Linked DNA regions of Mus musculus: region 2 is linked to region 1. A link is a contact called in public HiChIP or PLAC-seq data. All regions are on one chromosome and are shown on one strand. The core of a region is the stretch at or near the end of the contact, and the rest is flanking DNA. Distances in the headings are between cores, read along the strand shown. Region 1 holds the start of Dgkz (diacylglycerol kinase zeta). Region 2 overlaps Phf21a (PHD finger protein 21A).

Region 1 (7,567 bases), core at 2,851-5,350:
GGGACCCAGACTCTGCCTGGGTAGACTACAAGGGCTCTGGGGCCTGTCCCTCTCATCTGGTCTTCCTTTTGCCCACACATGGAACAGGTTGGGTTCCTCTCCTGGGATACAGTGCAATTAAGCAAAAATACTAAACGTGGGTTCTCTGCGAAGGCTCTGAGTCCTGATAAAATCCCTATATTCAGCCCAAACCTTGGGTTTAGTTACTGGGAGACTGGGCTTCTGAGAATTGGAAAAGCACGGCCTGCCCCAAGAGTGTTATTGTCTTGGTGTGGGGGATACAGCAAGAGGTTCTGGCTAAGAGAACGCTGATGCTAGATGCCATGTGCACACATCTCTAAGAACTTTCTGGTAATGAATGACTCTGTCTCACTGTTCCAAAGACTGCAATATGGGGATCCCAAGGTGTGAGGTCCCCAAACCCCTTAAGCCTTCCTACGGAGGGATTCAGCGCAACATACTGTCCTCAGGCTCACACGTCTATGCAGAGAGCAGGGGCCTGGGCTCTTCCCTGGGTGTGTACCAGGCCATGCACGCTATCCAGACACCTATTTCTTTACTCCCTGGTCTATCTTTCCTCCTTCCCAGGCCCCGGGGACCAACTCCTGTGCTCACACCTCTTCTACACTTGAGGAATGGCAGGAAGCCCCCAATCAGCTGAGGGAGATGGCTCCAAAGAGCAGCCATGGAAGCCCAAGTCACATCCACGAGTGCTACTGGATGACACAATTTCTGCCTGCCGAGGGTCTGGCTGAAGTCCAGAGCAGTGGTGGAGAGGAAGGGCTGCCTGGGAGCACAGCCTGGGAAGACAGGCCCACCTGATCTATGCAGCACCTGCTCTCTGCCCTCTGTCTATCCTCGATATAGGTCTCAGCAGGCAGCGGTAGAGCCAGTATAGGGTGTGGCAGAGAAAAGAAGTGGGCCCAGGGGACAGAGCTCCTGCAATCAGTGAGCAAGGGGTGGGAGGGTGGGGGGACTGCGCAAGCAAAGCAGCATTGAGACTGGACAGGAGGTGAGTTCCAGAAACATAAGAGCCGACACTGGCAAGAGGGCTGGTTTCATCCAGCTAACAGTTAATGGGTCCACTACATATACACAGAGGGGGTGGGGGAAAGATAGTTAGATAGGTGTACACACACACACACACACACACACACACACACACAGAGAGAGAGAGAGAGAGAGAAGCATGCACCAGATGAAGAAGCAAGCTAAGGCACCAAGGGTAGCACACACAAAGCCCACAGGCAGCGAGTATGGAGCAGATGGTAGACCCTGGGATGGAGGTGAGACGGGCTAGAGAAAGGCCCACACTAGTCACAGCCATCTAGTGCTACTCTGTGCCAGACCATGGGTGAGCCCTCCACCACCTCACTGATCCTACCAGAGCCTCTGAGGGAGGCACGGCCACAGCTTCATTATAAGAAAGTAGCAAGAGCACGCCCAGGTCACACAGCCAGCCAGTGTGGGCTACTTGAGTTAGGGTCCATTTTCTGTGGAACCTGCAGGCCCAGCTGCCTGCTGCCGCCAGGGCACTAGTGTGCCAGCTCTCCCCTAGGGTGTCAGCTTTCCCCACCAGTCTGCTCGGGCCACTGTGACAGCTGCCCGGCCTGGAGGAGATTAGTCACCCAGACGCATCACACCCCTGAAGCTAGCTTGTGTCACCCAGAAAACAAAAGGCCACAGTCACTGTGGGGGAGGTGGTGCTATGCTCTCTGGTCAGGGGTAAAGGCTGGGCCTTCCCTGCTGTCTCAGACCTGCATGACCAGACAAGAAGGAAGCAGCCCTTGTTAGGACACATGGCAGCTTACATGCACAACTAGAGAAGCCACACGCTGCCGGGTGCTCCGGGACAACAAGCTTCCTCAGCTGCTCAGGGTGCACAAGGCCAAGCCTGTGCCTACGGCTGTGGCCACAGGCCTCAGTTTCCCTGTTTACCTAAGAAGACTGTTACGACTAGTCGACATCTTCCGGCAAGCTCTCCTGAGGGACACTACCACCCCAAACACCACTGGGTTCCCACTGCCCCTCCCGCTGGTCCCATGTTTCCTGTTCAGCTCATCTCCATAGAAACATTGGTCTGCTGGCCAGAGATAGCCTGACTCTTCACTTCCTATCTCTGCCGATCTCTTCCTATCCTGCTTCTCCATGGCAGTTCATGCCCATTATCCCAGCACTTGGAAAGCTGAGACAGGAAGACTGCTGAATGTCTGAAGCCAACCTAGGCTAGATAATGAATTCTAGGCCAGCCTGGGCTACAACTGTTTTAAAAAGAAATGCAAAAGGAAAAACAAAACAAAACAAAACAAAACCTTGGCATGGAAGTTCACTCCCTTAGTCCCAGGACTTCAGAAGCAGAGGTAGGTGGTTCTCTGTGACTTTGAGGCTAACCTGGTTGACAAAGCAAGTTCCAAGACAGCCAGGGCTACATAGTGAGACCCCCATCTTAATTAACTAACTTAACTAAAAGGCAGGCAAACAAAAGAAGCCCTGTTTGGGTCTGGAGTTCTCCCATGGTTCCGCTTGAGTGGTCACCTCTTCTCACTCCATCCCTTATCACCTCCACACACCACACTGTCTTGGGGGAGGCCCTAGAAGGTTCTCACACTGACAGCACAGCAAAATGGCTGCCTCCTAGGCTTCCTGGGCTTGTCTGGGGCACCCAGCCATACTCAAGGAGGACAATATAAAAATGTCTCAGAGGGCCACATTAATCTCCAGCTGGCCTCTGAGAGCCTGATGAGGGCAGGGCGTATGGGAGATGGGGGGACGGCATGAGCAAGCCACATGCTTCCTCAACCACCTGCTAGGAAGGGCCGCTGGCCCCTAGCCAAACCACCTCACATTTGATGCTGGCTACTAGGAAAAACCTGGTATAGTGGTGTGACCCTGTAATCCCCAGCACTTGGGAGGCAGAGGCAGGAGGCAAGACCATCTTGAAGGATACAAGTTCAATGTCAGCCTGGGCTACATGAGACATGTTTGTAAATAAATAAGTAAGTAAGCAAGCAAGCACTTAGGAACCTAGCATGTACACTACACACCCTCAGCAGATCAACTAGCCACCCATCTACTTTTCCATGTGCAAGGTGGGTCCAACCACCACAGGCCAGCATGAGGGTCACTCTGCAAGGATGCACAGAAAGCACCTGATGCTACCTGGCAGACCTAGGACACGGTAGAACCGCAGGGCCTATGGTCGTGCCACCTCCTGAGGTTTGTTTCTGCCCACAGCGGGGGTGGGAACCCAGAAAAGGAAGCAGGAGTGCCCAGGGTGGCCACCGCTCACCACATGAGGAAGAAAGCCATACAGCCATGCCACCCGGGCGTCTGTTCCTGAGGAATGCCCTCTGCACCTGGCATGAGGCGGGTCCTCCGGGACCCCTCAGCCTCCAGAGGGACCTGCACAGGACACCAGTTGGGTCTTGCCACAGTAGCTACTTCACGCCATGGGAAGGCCTCTGCTCCATGAAGGCTGGCCTGGGTAGGGCACCTGTTCTCTACCAGTCCCAGAATGAAGGCCTGCCTGGTCGGAGGGACTGCTTGCCAGAAGCCAGCCCTGGCTGCTCGGCTCCCACAGCCCCAGGGGTCAGGGGGAAGAGAGGAAATCTGGGAAGGCAGCCAGCTCGTCTAGGCTGGCCTGGGCTGATCAGGCAGGGTGCGGACTTTACCAGGTCTCCTCACTAAAGAGATTCTGCTCCAAACACAAGGACAACATGCAGGTAAATGGGTGGGCCAGGGCTGAAGGGTAAGAGAGCTAAATGAGAGCCAAGTATTTCTTTCAGGGCCTGCCCAGGCGTGGGGGGCCCAGCAGGCCCAGCTCCTTTCCATCAGACCGAGGGGGGGCTGGCAGGGAAGCCCTTATCTGGAGATGGTGGTGCCTGGGCCTGCCCTGATCTACCCTCCCCAGATCCACCCAGTCACAGAAGGGAGCAGGAGTTAAGGAAGAGTGAGGACCCCCCCCCCTTTTGACCTGATCTGGAAGGACAAGCAGGTGGGGACTGGGGTCCCAGGCGCCTCTGCTCTTGCTCCAGTTTGCTGGGATTGCCGGCCTCTGCAGAGCAAGTCCTAGTTTGGACAGCTAGCTGCAGTGGCTCCGCTGCCCCCTCCCCCTCACCACCCTCCTCCCCCAAGCCGGAGACAACAACCGTTATGAAAATAGCCCAATTGGTAACCGACTGCACTTCCTCTCCCAGTGGTGGCTCCTGGCCCTATAGCAGGCAGGCAGCAGGCGGTGGGTGGGAGGGTGGGCGGTGCACACGCTAAGCACAGGAGCCTGGCCTCCTGGCACCTCTCTCCCACGTCGTCCCAAGCCAGGCCGAGTGACAGCCATCAATACACTCTTTCCTTCAGTAACAGGCCAGCCCACACAGTGTCTGCACAGGGGAGATGGGGTATATAGGAGGGCAGGAGTGGGCCCCCCTTTTAAGGAAAAGGAGACAATTGCTTACTGTCCTCCTATGTCCATGGGACAGGTTTTACAGGGTCTTAGCCAGCTAACCACGCTGGTTCCAGACAAAACAACCACAAAAATAATTATCTATTGAGTGTTTCACAACTTAGACAGCCTTTTCTCACCAACATTATTAGCCAAGAGGCTGGTAATTCCCCTGTGCGGGAGGCACTGTCCCTGCTGAACAGATGGTGCACCTGAGGCTCTTGGGAGCTGTGACTCCTGTCTTAGGAGTAGCTGAGCCAAGACTCCAGAGCCTGGCTCTTCTGGTCCTGTCAAGGGGGTCAGGGGCCTTGCTGAGCTGCCTGGGTTCAGGCCAGTAGAAGAATGTTTAGGAGAGATCAGCCGGTGTGACACCTGCCAACCCCTCCCAACCCCTACGCTCATGTTCCCACCCGAATCCAGAAGCACTTCCCATTTTTCAGAAATAATTTCTTTTTCTTTTTTTTTTTTTTTGGTTTTTCGAGACAGGATTTCTCTGTGTAGCCCTGGCTGTCCTGGAACTCACTCTGTAGACCAGGCTGGCCTTGAACTCAGAAATCCGCCTGCCTCTGCCTCCCAAGTGCTGGGATTAAAGGCGTGCGCCACCAGCACCCAGCCAGAAATAATAATTTCTAAAACTCCTAGAAGGATTTTGTCTGGGGAGCAGGTGATAGGCACTAAGACTTAACCAAATAGAATCTAAATTTAAGAGCATTAATCTTTCAGGAGGCAGAGGTAGGTGGATCTCTGAGTTCAAGGCTAACCTAGTCTACATAGTGAGTTCTAGGCCAGCCAGGGCTACACAGAGAAACCCTGTCTAGGGGAAAGGGAAGGGAAGGGAAGGGAAGGGAAGGGAAGGGAAGGGAAGGGAAGGGAAGGGAAGGGAAGGGAAGGGAAGGGAAGGGAAGGGAAGGCAAGGCAGAGAGGGAGGGAGAACAATATTGCATAAAACACAACAAAATCAGTAAAAAGACACTGTTTAACTTAAAAACATTATTGTTTGTCCTATGTGTGCCAGTGCCACCGACTACATGTGAAGCCTGGTGATCAAATTCAACAGTCCAACTTGGAGGCAAGTGCCTTTACCTGCTGAGCCATCATGCTGGCATAGTTTATGCTTTTGCAAACCTAATATCTGGTTTTCTAGCAGCAGCTGGTTCCTGCGAAGTAAAGTCCCTGCACAAGACACCAGGCTGCCCTGGTGGAGGAGCATGAAGGAGCGAGCCTCACTGTGTGTGAAGTCAGGGAAGGAAGGACAGTTCACCAGGTTTCCAGATAACTACGGCTATTCTATGCCATCACGAGAAAACACGACCAGTGTTCTTTCTCTGTTTTTCTTTCTTTCTTTTGAGGCAGGGTTTCTATGTATATGTAGCCCTGGCTGTCTTGGAACTCACTATGAGGCTAGCCTCAAACTATCTCAAAGATCTGCCTGCCTCTGCCTCTGCCTCTGCCTCTGCCTCTGCTGGGATTAAACTAGTGTGCACCAGGGCAGGCTGACAAGGCTTAATTCTAAGGTCAGTACAAGGTGCCAAACCCTACCAATAAACATGAAGTTCTACCTTGCAAGGTTATGATTTTCTTTCGGGGGGTATGGGGTGGGCTATTTTTAAGTAGTTCAGGCTAGTCTGGAACTCCTGAGTTCACGTGAACACCTACCTTGGCCTCTTTCAACAGCTAGGGACATAGGCTTGCCCTGTTACAGGGCTATCTTGCATTTTGTAACAACAAGTGTAAGCCAGTGTAGACCACTGTGGTACTAAGCTATACTGATTTTTCCAAAGGTTGATACATTTCCTCACAAAACATCAAAACATCATCACCTTTGGTCTCTACTGCTCTTAACAGTTTCCTGTCTGGGAAAGCTACTCTCTCCATCACAAGGGAGATACAAAGTTTCCAAAACTCTGAGTTCTGCTCAAACTCAAATTTCTTGTTGGAAACAAATATTGATACTGTTTTTGAAGTGTCAGGCTCATCTCATTCATATTTGGGAAAATGTATGCCAGACACCTGGAGTCTGAGTTTGTCTATCAGCTGCTCAGTAGGAAAGGTGCCACTGGCAGGCCTGAGGTAGTGGCCAATGTCTTTAATCCTAGCACTCAGGAGACAAAGGCTGGCGGATCTCTGGGAGTTTGAGGCTGACCCTGTCTACATAGTGAGTTCATATGTAGAAACCCCATCAAAAGAAAAGGGAAGGGGAGGGAATAAAGAAGAAGGGAGTAATCATGGAGCACACAGCTTGCCTTAGCTAAGCTTAGCACATTACAGTTGGGCTAGCAGCAAAAATAGGTAAGCTAGCCAGGCAGCGGTGGCGCACACCTTTAATCCCAGCACTTGGGAGGCAGAGGCAGGAGGATTTCTGAGTTCGAGGCCAGCCTGGTCTACAAAGTGAGCTCCAGGACAGCCAGGACTACACAGAGAAACCCTGTCTCGAAAAACCAAAAAAAAAAAAAAAAAAAAAAAAGGTAAACTCCATTTCATCTCACACACACACACACACATGCCCGTGCTCACTGCTGCTATTCTCCTGTCTTAGCCTCCTCAGTGTCCCTGTATCTCTGTGTCTGTCTGTCTCTCTCAGATGGTCTCACACAGCCCAGACTGTCCACCTTCTGAGTGCTAGGGTTGGAGCTGCCCACTACACTTGGTTTATGGAGCAGTGTGGATAAATCCCAGGCTTTGGAAATGTTAGGTGAGCATTCTACTAACTGAGCTATCTCCTCAGTCCAATCCTCTCAACTTTTTTTTTTCTCCTAAAGAAACATTAGTATATAGTAGGGGCTCTGCTCGCTGCTAATGTTCCTATCTCCGCCTCTACAGATGGCAGCACAGTGAACAGACACACATCAGAAACAATTCCTATGAAAATTGCTTTGTCCACAGCGACCTGCAGTACCAGGTCACTTAAGAGACCCATGGATTGAGAGGGAATTCTCACAGCCTGGCAGATGTAGATTCTACACTGGCACTAACTCCCTAGGTGTAACCCTACACTATAATGGAGCCACATTTCAGTGCTGTGCCTCTCCACCTGACAACCTTCTGCCCAGAACAAGGGCTTCCTCTCCCCTCCTCACTTGTTACCTAGAGTCTACCTGCTCACAGCTGCCCAGACAACCACCAACTCCA
Region 2 (7,567 bases), core at 1,938-4,437, 250 kb after region 1:
TGCTTTTCAGATGTTGGATTTGGACAGGTTACAAAATTATGAGATTTTTGCATTTATTTTTTTCTCATTTAAATTTATAGTTATCATTGGACATTTGTTAGGATTTTTAAGTAGCTTAGACTCATTCATTCCCTTTGAGGTTTTTTTTTTTTTCTTTTTTTTTTTTTTTATGGTGTTTGGGAAGGAAAAGGGTGATAGAAGGGTACTGCACACACTCAGATGATTCCAGAGTGACATTCATTTTATGGAGGACTGTATGGGGACCTCTCGGAATTGCCTGTTTCTTGCAGTGAATGACTAGTGTGGTCTGAGTGTAGAGAGGGGTGCACTGGGGGCTTTTAACCAGATTTACAGTGTGCGGCTGGCTTCCTGGTCAGAGCAGTGCTCTGTTGGCCAGGGGTATACCTACCCACGTGCCGCAGAGACGTCTGGAGCACACGCTTAGGAAGCGCTGCTGCTTCCTCTCAAGTCAGTTCGAGCATACCGTTTGCTCATTTGGTGAGAGGTTAAAAGGTTTGTTTTTTGTGTAATCCAAGGCAACTCTCCAGCACAGCAGTAGAACGCAGTGGTTAGGTTCCAGTATGCAGCAGGCATGAATCTTGGCTGTGTCATGTTTTAGCTTTTGACCAAGGCCAGTTCACTTCTGTACCTGCCTCTGTTTCTTCATCTGCAAAGTGTGCAGAGATAACACTCATCCTCTGAGATTATTTTGAATAAGAAGTAAGTGGACTGTGAACTAGGCAGGGTTAGTGAGCACCAAGTAGTACTCCACTGTTGCCTTCTGCTCCCCTCTCCTCCTGTGTCACAGTGGAGACAGATGTCAGTGACCCATTGGGAAAGAACCTGGGCTTTGTGGCTTGCCCTGTTGGAATTTCAGCACAACCACTTAAAAGTTGAATGTGCAATTTTGGATTGACAGTTTAAACTGTCTTTCATAAAGATGTATCTGGTGCATGCCACAAACAGACTATTGTACTGGTCAGGTGGACAAGTTTCTTTGTGTATGGTACAGGAGTAGTAATAACTGTCTCCCCTAGGATTTATATGAAGAGTCAATGAGGGTATCTCAGGATACTCAGTAAACAAGATGAATTATTCTTATTGCTACAGTCTAGCTAAAAGTTCATGGGAACAGTGTAATTATGCAGCAGTTTAACTAAGAAACAGGAGTCACCCCCCCCCCCAAAAAACCCACTCTTTTGAAAAAAAGGATACATCATAAAAAAGTTTATCTAATGAGTTCTTATTAAGGAATATTCCTGGGAAAAATAGAAAATACATGAGAATATGTTAATTTTAACTTAATCTTTTAAAAATATTTCGGGGTATTTTATTAAAACTGGTAGTGCTATAAGCTTCTCCTCTGCCCCTAGCAACCAGAGACCAGCAGCAAGCTCATGATGGAGTTTATAGTGGCCCCTCAGCATCACTTAGCATCAAGTCAAGAGTAGTCTATTTCAAGGTGCTAATCAGCCAGGCAGTCTGTCGAAGTTGGCCAGTTATGTATTCTGCCCTTAATGTAGGCTCAGGGGTAGGACCTGACAGGTACAGCTGTGGAGCCCCAGCGGTGTGAAGGCTACACAGTGCTTTCTAGGAGCGACAGCCATGGTCTATTTGCTTTCCTATTTGCCTTTGTGAGATCCCTTTCACGTGGTATCTGGTCTTACATTACTTGTTATTCCTTCTCTTTATACAACTGTCATAAGCTACCTGTGCCTAACCTAGCAACAGGCCTGGCACAGGTTGATCATCAAAAAAACTACAGTGATCTCTGAAATAAGAGTTTGTATATTTTGGTAGAGAATTGAGATTTTACTATATTATTAACATGTCTGTATGCCTTTCTTCTTCTCCCATCTCCTCCTAGTAATTTTTTTTAAATTTTTTATTAGGTATCTTCCTCATTTACATTTCCAATGCTATCCCAAAAGTCCCCCATACCCACCCCCCCACTCCCCTACCCACCCATCCTCCTAGTAATTGAAGAAGGGGGAAAGATTAAGTATGTAACATTTTTATTTAATTGACTTCTGATTTGTATCTGAAACATTTGTGATGTTTAACCCTCAGGGATTCATCAAGTGTGTAATATATATATATATAATATCTGTAATAGCTTACACAGACACCTGAATACTAGTATGTTCTCCATGCAAGCATTTGAGTTACAGTAACCTAACAGCATCCATTACTGCTTTGTTCTCACTAACCAGCTGTACCATCTGATGAAGGCCTGATGGGTGAGTCAGAGTGTTTACTATAGTTTATTTTGTCTCTATTCCAAAAACATTGTTTTTATTTCTGAATTAAAATTCCAAGTTTGTTCTAACAAAGTGCTATACTTTTGCCCAACAGGTATTTTAAAAATTCAGCAGTATTATAGAGGGTATATAGTTTCTTTTATTAAAAAAAGCATCATTTTAGAGTACATAAATAGTAAATAAAAAATTTTATATTATATTTATTAAAAAGTTTTAGCTTTAAAATTAGCATAAAGTAATTTTTAAAAATTTTTATTTAGTATGTGTGTGTATGCATATGTCCATATGTGTGTGTGTGTGTGCATGCTTTCATGCCTTGTGGCAGTCAGAAGAGAGTTTGGGGAATCACTTTTTTTTTCTACCATGTGCGTTCTGGGGATTGAACTCAGATTTCCAGGCCTGGTAGCAAAGGCCCTTTCTCTCTGAGTCATCTCATGAGCCCTGTTTGGTTTGGGAGAGGTGGATGGGCTAGCACCTAGGTATGGTAGCTCCTAGGTAAGTGCTCGCCCACTGAAGCATATCAGGTGGTGGTTTGCTTCTGTTAAGACAAAACTCAGGCCTCATACATGCTAAGCTAATGCTCTCCCATTGTGCTACAACCCCAGCCTCAGTATGTTTTCTTTACATCAGCCACATGCAGGATGTATGGAAGTTGTTTTGCATGGTTGAGTGAAAATTGGGATATTTTAGAAGTGAGTTTCATTTTAATAAATATACAGATTAGATCTAGATTCTGTATTGGTTGTGGTTGATGTTTTCAGAAGTTTTTCCCTGCTTAATTTGTAGAGATTGGTGCCAATCTATCTTGGGTGAGCACCTGCTCTGGCCATCCCAGAACCTGTCCAATACCTATGTGTAGCAAGGTGGTGTTTGGTTGCCTTCATACATCGCTTACACAGTGTTTCTGTGCCCTCTTCTCTACCTGCTTCCTCTTGGCTTCCGTTGTCTTTGCACACACCCTGCCTTCCCCACCCCCACCCCTGTATTGCATACCACTCCTCCACAGACATCATTTTTATTTCTGTTTCTTCTGAACACAGAATACTGTTGTAATTGGTAGTTTTAAAGTAAAGAGCCATTATCACAACCTTAAAACTTTAGCAGTTTGTGAAACTCCATTCCCCAATTTCAGGACCTCAGCTGGGCTTTGGATAAGTAACTTAAAATTACTGGCAAAGTAGCAGAATATCGGTGAACCGTTCTAAGTCTGAACAAAGGGGAAGACTAAAAAAAGCTCTGAAAGCAGGGTGTGGACACATGCCTTTGAGAGGCAGAGGCAGGAGAGCTCTGAGTTAAGAGGCCAGCCTGGTTTACATAGAGCATTCCAGGACAGCCAGGGCTATCTAATGCAGAGACCCTGTCTGTGTCAACAAGCCAACCAACCCAAGCCCAAAGCAAAAACAAAAGACCTTTTACCTCAGAAATTGCTGTATTTTTGGTAGAGGGTGAAGTAGAGATGTCAGGCTTGCCACTAATAAAACTAAGACTTTAATGAATTAGATCTCTCTGTAGTGGTAGGGACCTAACAGAAGAAAAGAGATATTTTATATTACTGCTTTTACAAGTTTTTTAACTTATTAATATAGAAATTAGAATTGTTTGGGTTTGTAAAATGCAAAATAGGTTTATGTTGTCTTATTAGTATATATCGGTAATGTATGGTTCATTAGTTGATAATTGCCAAATACCAGCTGGTAGTTTTTTGTTTTTGAAACAGAGTTTATCTGTGTATCCATGGCTGTCCTGGAATACTCTCTGGAGACCAGGTTGGCCTCAAATTCACTGAGATCTGCCTGCCTCTACCTCTCAAGTGCTGAGATTGAAGGCATGTGCCAACACAACCCGTATTGAATTGTTAACTATATTGTTCACTTGGAAATGTAAAATTTGGAAATTTAATTTTATTATTTTATATTTATGAGTGTTTTGTCTATATGTATGTCTGTGTACCATTTGTGTGCCTCGTACCTGAGTAGGTCAGAAAAGAGGATTGGATTCTCTGGAATTGGAGTTGCAGATGGCTGTGAGCTACCCTGTGAGTCTGGGAATCGAACCCCGGCCCTCTGGAAGAGCAGCCAGTGTTCTTAGCCTCTGAACCATCACTGTAACTTCTAAAATTTGAAAATTAATTGTGGTTACTTAAATTAATGATTATGTTGGGTATAAATTCAGTAGCTTTTAAGGACTATACCAGGGTCTTAAAAATAGGTAGTTTATTCTTTGAGATATACATGAAGACATGTTTTTTTTAATCTCTCTCTCTCTCTCTCTCTCTCTCTCTCTCTCTCTCTCTCTCTCTCTCTCTCTCTTTCTCTCTCTCTCTCTCTCTCTCTCTCTCTCTCTCTCTCTCTCTCTCTCTCTCTCTCTCCATCTCTATGTGTAGTACTGGCTGTCCTGGAATTCACTATAAATATAGACCAGGCAGGCCTTGAATTAAAAAGATGCACCTGCTTCTGCTTTCCATGTGCTGGGATTAAAGATATGTGCTACCCTGCTCAGCAGTTGTTCAAAACCCTTTAAAATTTTATGTTGAAGCCGGGTGTGGTGGCGCGCACACCTTTTATCCCAGCACTCGGGAGGCAGAGGCAGGTGGATTTCTGAGTTCGAGGCCAGCCTGCTTCTGCCTCCAGAGTGCTGGGATTAAATGTGTGCATCACCAGACCCTACAACTTGTGATCTTGCCTCCACATCCTGAGTGTTGGGGTTGTTAGGCATGTACCATTATGCCAGCTCATGTGGTGCTGGCCTTGAACCAGGTCTTCCACATGCTGAGCAAGCACTTTACCAACTGAGCTACATCTCCAGAACTTTAGAAAGTCTGATAATTACTTTTAAATTTACTCTTATAGGTTGTACCTTATTTTGTGTACATTTGGCTGTAACTTTTTATATTTGACACCTATAATCATCATTTTTAGAATTTTAGCGCAGGAAACTGTATGACAGAGTTGTAAATCACCCTGTCGCATACACTTCCTTATGAGTATTCTCTTTGTATTCAGACTGATTGTGTGTTAAGCATTCCTGTTGTAACTTGTAGAGTACTTTGCTGAGCCAGGAATTTGGACTGTTTGTTGATCTTAAACCAGGTACCAGTGATGAGGAGAGCTTAGTTTTCTGCCCCCTGTCTGCTCTTCTCTAGGGCAGTAAGTTGCACGTGTACCTGCAGTGTGGGACCCATTTATTACTAGTCAGTAAAGGTGATGCTAGCCTTACTGAATTTCTTGTTTTATTAGTTTAAATTAGACCCAGAGGGGTAATTATTCCACCCCAATGCATGAAGAAGTCTAGTCAGTGCAAGTTGTGCATTCAAACCCCCATGCAGTGCATGGGAAATGCATCTTTAATGTTATGATGTTGTTTGGCATATTTAGTTTAGTGCAAGGAGTGTACTTGCTTAACAGGACCTTTAATAAGCTCCCTCTACACCAAAGATATACTTTTAAAAATTATACTTAAGGAGACTTTGTAGTATTCCCCAGTAGAGTTCATCTAGAGCAGCAAAAACCTTCTCAAATAAAACTATTCCTTTAACCGGTATTCATTTAAGTGGGTTCCACTGTACTTGGTTTCCATGGAAATAGTGAACAGCTAACGTTATTTATAAGGTGGAAGTAAAATAGGGTGCCTAATGGGACCCCATGCTGCTCTGATGAAGAGACTTAGGGAAAAAAATCTATGCTCATGGGATTTTTTTTTTTTTAAACAAGGTTAATGGAAGCCCTTATTTCAGTCTTCTGTAACAGAACATATTTTTGATTTTAAAGGCTAGCATTACCATCAAGCAAACAACTTCTTTTGCGGTCTGTATTGCTTTCACTTTCAAGTTTTAGGACTGCTTAGCAGGATGGAGGCTGTATGTTTCACACTTCTGTTTCTTGGTGGTTTTATTTGAAAAGTTAGGAGTCCTAGCGTATTGTAATGTTTCAATTTCTCATCAGCACATCTGAGAGTACAGAGAAGATAGATGCTCACTAGTACAGCAGTGATGGTCAAGAATCGATATGTTGACCACACAGGGTTTTTAGATGTAAATTGTACAGGAATCAGATTTAGTCTTTAGGCCTGAGTAAGGGCTCTGTGTATGTCGTCAACTTAGTAGGTGGAAAGGTCCTGAGTTTCTTTTGAGACGTGCACGGGGAAGATTTTAATAACTCTTTTTAAGAAAGTGAATTGTTGCCACTGCCTGTTAGCTAAAATAAATGTCCATTGTTTTAATCTTTGAATTGGATTTGGGAAAGCCTTCTTTTTCTTTTTTTTTCTGTCATTACTTCAACAAGGCCTGCTCTTAGTTTCCTATGCCACACCAAACTTGCCTTTCTAAAACCTCATCAGCTCAAAGAGCATCATTGCCTTTGTGCCTGTGTTTGCAAAGAGAAGGGAGAGAAGGGGGAGAGGGGGAGAGGGAGAGGAGGGGGAGAATTTCCAGAGCCTGAAGTTACCTGCTCATCTTCTAGCCTGGTTAGGCCAGCAGTCCTGCATCTAAGGGAAGTATGGCAGCTCACAGTAAGGTTAAGGAGCTGGTGTTTTATTTAGATTGTTTGGCTGTCAGTGGCAGCTTGGGATCATTATCTGTTTGTCTGGGAAGTTCTGGTTTTCTTGGCTGTCAGGACTGCAGGGTTTCTCCATGTTTAAAAACAGGGTTGTAGTGTACCAGGGAGGAGTTTTTGTGTTGTGTGCATGTTTCTTTGGATAAGCTTCTCACTGTATTTGAGTTTATTGTGCTTTAATTAAAAAACAATTAATTTTTCTTTAAATGTACCCCCCTCTTACTCTCCCTCCCTCCCTCCTTCCTTACTTCCTTCCCTCCCTTCCTCCTTCCCTTTCTTTCTAAGTCTGGTGTTTACCAAGTGACCTTCCTTAGTGGCTTTTATTTGAATTGTAGTTGTGCTTCAGAGACAGGAATTTGGGTCTCTTGCCCCAATTCTGAGATCAGAACTCCCAGGAGTTGCAGTTAGTGTGCTTGCAGGGCCTCTCTGATGTAGAGCTGGGCCTTCCCCCTCCTCCTTAGTGCTGATGGTCTGTGCTCCAAACTCCCATTAGTGTTAATAGGAGGCACTAGCTTAAGTCCCTGTACACCAAGATAAGCCCAGGCTCTTTTATAATGCCTTGTAGATACCTTTGTTGTTTTTGTTGATGATGGCAGGAGCTTTGGTCTTGAGGTTAACTGACTGTTAAGACTGAGTTTGAGTTGTCTTGGGATATGGAATGAATTACTGAGTCTGATCTGTAATTAAGTTTTCACCGTGATTAGACTCAAAACATTTATAGCTTAGAGCTGTAGAAACTTTTGATGATTTTTCTAC

The links. HiChIP or PLAC-seq counts read pairs in DNA pulled down with a chosen protein or histone mark.
Region 2: a contact with region 1 is called in a FOXA1 HiChIP or PLAC-seq map of pancreatic cancer cells. The contact joins the enhancer-like site here to the promoter of Dgkz in region 1. A contact is called at or near these places in 2 of 484 Hi-C or Micro-C datasets (B cells and memory CD8 T cells) and 4 of 115 datasets of contacts at active chromatin or transcription factors (embryonic stem cells, extraembryonic endoderm stem cells, pancreatic cancer cells and 1 more).

Annotation. Positions count from the first base shown.
Region 1 is chr2:91,946,248-91,953,814 of GRCm38.p6, forward strand. It overlaps Dgkz (diacylglycerol kinase zeta), which reads right to left and starts at 4,101. Exons shown (of 32, transcript NM_001166597.1): 1 at 3,974-4,101.
Region 2 is chr2:92,199,299-92,206,865 of GRCm38.p6, forward strand. All of the region lies in intron 1 of Phf21a (PHD finger protein 21A), which reads left to right. Among named protein-coding and RNA genes, the nearest start is that of Mir1955, 11 kb to the left of the region's middle. Within about 2 kb of position 3,188, at least 42 of the 459 cell types and tissues checked have an H3K27ac peak or open chromatin away from gene starts, as enhancers often do. A contact at or near this core is called in B cells, embryonic stem cells, extraembryonic endoderm stem cells and 2 more, where this site is marked.